Linked DNA regions of Arachis hypogaea: region 2 is linked to region 1. The links are chromatin contacts, called in public Hi-C maps. All regions are on one chromosome and are shown on one strand. Each heading gives the region's core, a stretch centred on a gene start, on an enhancer-like site or on the middle of the called end of the contact. The rest is flanking DNA. Distances are from core to core; before and after follow the strand shown.

What was found. Hi-C and Micro-C count contacts between places; a contact is called where the count stands out from the background.
Region 2: a Hi-C map of an unstated tissue shows a contact between it and region 1, with 3 times the contacts expected there. The contact joins the promoter of LOC112765807 here to the enhancer-like site in region 1. A contact is called at or near these places in 3 of 8 Hi-C or Micro-C datasets (leaf and an unstated tissue).

What each region holds. Positions count from the first base shown.
Region 1 is chr17:21,643,285-21,645,984 of arahy.Tifrunner.gnm2.J5K5, forward strand. It overlaps the pseudogene LOC112762981. Among protein-coding and RNA genes, the nearest start is that of LOC140180918, 8.6 kb to the left of the region's middle. Within about 2 kb of position 1,292, at least 2 of the 3 cell types and tissues checked have open chromatin away from gene starts, as enhancers often do.
Region 2 is chr17:21,677,775-21,680,474 of arahy.Tifrunner.gnm2.J5K5, forward strand. It overlaps LOC112765807 (U-box domain-containing protein 4), which reads left to right and starts at 1,252. Exons shown (of 4, transcript XM_025811658.3): 1 at 1,252-1,706; 2 at 2,244-2,524. The coding sequence starts at 2,249.

The DNA of each region.
Region 1 (2,700 bases), core at 42-2,541:
GTGTTTAACCGCGGCAGCTGTTGTTGTATTCTAAAATCAAGAGGCACTATACCCAAAAGTTTACAATTGCAATGTTAGATACCCCAAAAAATGAATGCACATCTGCATTGCTTATTTGCTTTTACTTTTTTACCACTAATAGGAAAAAAAAAATTAAAACAGCATGCTAGAAAACCATATTAGAAAATCCATCACATGCCAAAACCGATGAAGATACTTACTCTTTAGCAGCAAAAATCAAAGGTATCATAAGAAGACAACAAAACTGCAATTATAAATAGTCATCAAAGAATATTCAGCTATCTAAGAATTCCCTGTCATGCTATTCTGACGAGCACCTTATTCTTTTTGCCAGCAGATAAAAGGAGAACTTTCCCATCCACTATATCTGCTTCCTCGATCCTCTAATTTTCACTATCCACTCTGTTATTTTTCAAGTAAAGACCCCCTTGCTTCAACAAACGGTGCGCGGCAGATTTGCTCTCAAACAAACCAGAAGAGACCGAAAGATCTACCAATGACAAGTTCAAAACACTGTCATAAGCCAAAGAACAAAATGGTACACCCTCAGCTATTCCCTCGATAGTTTTCCAGTCCAACTTTGTCTCAGATCCCGACCGCAATGCTTCTGTAGCCTTAAGTGCCTCAGTCAAACCCTCCTTTCCGTGAACAAACCTTGTAACTTCCTCAGCAAGTTTGCGCTGAGCAGTATTAGGCACATAACCCGGTTTCTTCATCTCCCCTTCCAATGCAGCTATCTCCTCAATATCCAAAAACATGAGAATCTTCAAAAACCTAATAACATCTGCATCTGGAACCGTGAAACAAAAGAGGGAATGTAAGTCCGTAAGCGCCCTCCACCTGCAAGATCTTCCGAATCAACTCAGTCCCGACAGTTATATTCCCCCACTGATCACTCCCCCCAATCTGAACATTCACACCCTCATTCTGAAACAAGTACAAGAAATCATATCCCTGCAACAACTGGTAGGTGAGTTCAGTATAACTCATTCCTTGTTCAGATTCCAATCTCTTCCTAACACTCTCCTTAGCTATCATAGACCCAACCCTGGCATACTTACCAACATTCTTCAAAAATTCTAACAAACTAAACTCTTTCCACCAGTCATAGTTATTCAAAATCACAACATTAGAACCTTCCAAGTTCGAATTCAGAGAGTGACCTAGAATTTTTTTTATAGTTTGGGATATACCGACCTTGTTCCTCTCGAGTGTGGCGACGTCGAGCTCCGGCCGCTCCAGTGACTTGCCAGAGGGGTCGCCAACGCGGGCGGTGGCGCCGCCGATGAGGGCAACGGGTTGGTGGCCGCAGCGGCGGAACCAAGAGAAGACGATGATGCTGGGGAGGTTGCCGAGGTGGAGGCTCTCTGCAGTGGGGTCGAAGCCGCAGTAGACCTTCAAAGGTGGGGAATTAGCAGCGTCGGCGGAGGATGACGGCGATGGTGCTGCGGCGGATCTCAGGGCGGAGTCGTTGGTGGTGGAGTCGAGGAGGCCGCGCTCTTCGAGGACTTCGATGACGTTGCGGCGAAGTAGAGTTTGAGGTTGGTGTTGGAGAGTGCATTTGGTTCTGGTGAAATGGAGAGTGAGGGAAGGGTAAGAAGAAAAAGAGAAAGAGGGTTTGAATGGGAAAAAGGGAGAGTTTGGTGGTTGAGTGAGATAAGAAGAGGATGGTTCTTGTTGAAGCAGCGATGTAAGCCATTGCTGCTTCTCTCTGCCTTGCTTTCTCTCTCTACCTTCCCTTTGGGATGTTTTTGTAAATAATATTAATGGGATAATTTACATAATTACGCTTTCCACCTCTAAATTGTACATTATATGTAAATGAATCCCTTGTACTACATAAAATTATATATAGAAAAATCTAAATCAGTCCCTGATAATTATCTCAAAAGACAACGAAGTATTCGACAAAAAAAATATCTAACCCGATTTTTGAGCTTTATTTTTATAGAACTGATTAGTCTCTGTACCAAAAAAAAATGAATGTTGTTTTTTTTTCTACATAGGAACTAATCAATCAAAAAAAATATCAAAAATTGGGTTGAATGTTTTTTTTTAATCTCGTTGTCCTTTCAAGATAATTGCGAGAGGTCGGTTCACTCAATTATATATATTATTTGGTCCTTAAAACTTTAGATATGACATATGAGCCAATTTGTTGATTGGTTCCATAAAATTGATAATAAATTAATGAAAAAAATTAGTGTCAAGGATCATAAAAGACTAATTAATAAATCTGTAACTAAGTATTCTTAAAAAAGTATTCATAATTCAGCATTTAAAAGAGAAAAAAATTAAAAATAAGTAACTTTTTAGAAAAATAGATATTTAAAATTAATTAAATAATATTATTTAAATAAAAAATTGATTAAAGACAAAAAATTTAAAAGACAAGTAACATTTCTCTTAACAAAAGGACTAGTTATATCAAAATTATTAAAAAGAATTAAATAGATATTATATTTAAAAATTAATAAATAAGATATAAAATGATAAAATTATCATATTCTCTTTTTTTTTATTTTTAGTATATCTTCTTTATTTTTGTTTATTTCATTTTTTTGTGTACAGATGCCTTTGTTATTATTGGAGCTCTTCCAATGAGTTCTTCTCCGTCTCTAAGTTCCTCATGAATCCACTTTTTTAGGTGCACCATACAACTTTTGCTAAAATTACTAA
Region 2 (2,700 bases), core at 2-2,501, 34 kb after region 1:
TAGCAAAATATATTTTATATTAAAAATAAAAAATATAAATTATATATATAAGAGTATTTAATCAAATATGTTACATTTTTTTAAATTTTAAATATTAACGTAAAAATGTTAATTTAGTATTTTTTTTTTACATCGTATTTTTTTAATATTTTCAATAATCTTATTCTTAATATTATTTTGGAATCCAACGTGATTTTATTAATACCTATGATTAATTTTTTATTTAATTTGTCTTTTTTTAATATATCATAATTTATATTATAAAAAATTACAATAAAAAATTGTATATACTAGAATTATAATTATAAAAAAATACTAAAAATAATAAAATTAAATATTTATCTTAGTAGAAATGAAACAAATCTAAAAGTTCTTATAATATATTTTATATAGTATATTTTTAGTTCTTTTAGTACTCTTTTTTAGTACCTATAGTTTTTTACTATTATTATTATTTATGGTTAATTTTTTGTTTAATTTACTTTACCTAATAGGATCAATAAATTATATTATGAAAAGATAATAATAAATATAATTACAAAAGTTATAATTATAAGAGTGTATAATGTCAAATAAAAATTTAACAAAAAAATAAAAATAATAAATAATAGAAAAAGAGAGCTCATATAGAGAGAAATAATAAGAATTCCATAAATAATACAATAACATGTCTAAAGATTAAAATTGGTAAAAAAAAAATATATGTTTAGTATAAATGGCTAAAAGCTCGTTAGTAAAACGCAGAAGTTAGAAATTGTTGCTTCTGGTAAACGTGGTTTTGACTACAAAATCACTTCTACGTTTGCCAAATCAAAAGTTAGTCAAACAAAAAATTAAAATTTTTTCTCTTCAAACGAATTTGCCAAACGGATTTGCTTAAACGTGTTTTTTCTCTTTTTGAGAGTTTACAAATTAGATGGTCAGATTTATATAAGTTTACAAATTAAAAGGTCGGTTTTGTATTTTTAAAATTTTAAAATATTAAAATTACAAATTGAAAAAGTAATTTTGTGTTTTAAAAATTTTAAAAAGTTAAACTTTTTAAATTGAAGAGTCAAATTTGTGATCTTCATATGAAAAAATATATCAAATTTCACGTATTATTGGAAAATACTACTATAAATCCAATATCAAAATTAAAAAATACCTAAATTTTTATTAACGTAATTAGGTAAAACATCTCAATTTATAAATTTATATTTTTATCATATTTTTAATTAATAAAATAATTCAGATACAATTTTTTGAGTTAGTTTTGTCTTTGAACGGAGTTGCTATTTCTTCTAAGAAAAAAAAAATCAAATTGGGTTCGAATCAGTTGCGACAAAATTTCGTACACAAGTAACGCGGAGAAGTAATATCTATGCGCTACTTGTTCAAAGCTTACTAAAATGATAGTCAAACCCAATAGTCAATAGTCACAGACACAAATGTCAGAAAATAAAAGAAAATCAAAGTTTTAGAAAAGTTCAACGCTATATAAGAACAATTTCATATTGATATTTCGCGTACATAGAAATGTAGAAGCCATTTTAGAAGTCAACGTCAAAGGATTGAAAGGTCCCAACATAACTCTCCGATTCTCATCATCTTCTTCTTCTTGTTCCCTACCGCGTCCCTTTCATTTCCAGCTGAAACAAAAGCCTCTTCCGCCGGTGTCTGCGGTGTTTTCAACGCTTCTTTCTTTGCTTCATCAAATATTTCCGGTAATCCGCATGTTATTTCTGTTATACTTCCCAATGTTGTTTAAATCATTTGGAAGTTGTTTGAAGTTTTTCTAATTTTGCTACTTTATTCAGTTGTATGTATTGGTGTTGTTTGATTGGTTGTGTGTCCCTTTGATGATCTTGCTTGGTGTATTGTCGTGTTTTCCGTTTCTTGATTCTCAATGAAAATGAAAGCTTGACAATTTTCCTTTTTCAATTAGCTGTTAAGGTCTAGTTTGATATGATAAACATAGTTGAATCTGTTTTTACTCTTTGTTGAGTTGTGTTGAGTTGAGTTCAGCTTAATTTATGTTATGCTTGGTTGCCAATGATTACGTAGCTGGTTTCAAGTCTGGATAATCAAGGAGGAGAAAGTAGCAATAGCACATGTTGAAGAAAAATATGTTGTGATGGTTTTATGTATTTTCTTGGAGTAGAAACAAAATGATAAATTTCCCTCCAGAAAATGTTAATTTTTTTTGTTACACATATTTCAAAACTGATGCTGAGTGTTTTATTTTTTGTTTCTTAATACAGGTACTATGGACATATCTTTGTTAAATGTGCTCTCCAATGGCATATCCTCATTTTTGCATCCATCATTTTCTGGAAACATGAACTCAAAACCTGTATCAATGTATTGCCAAAGTGCAGAGCAGACACTTAAGTTGTTGAAGCCAATTATCGACACAACTGTTCATTCTGATATATCTGCTGATGAAGAGCTTAGAAAGTTATTTGAGGAACTTGGTCAGTCTGTTGATGAGTTGAGGGAGCTTTTCGAGAATTGGCATCCGCTATCCAGTAAATTTTACTTTGTAAGTCCTCATTAAATTCCTTAATTCACAGATAGAGAAGAGATTTTTATTTTAAGGTGTGATCTTCAGTTTTGATTTTGGAAGGTAAGGAGGAAAAAGCAAGGGCTTGAATTAATCTATTTTACTCTCTAAGCCTTTCCTATCCCTCAAAAATTAAATTTTAGAACTCGTAAAAT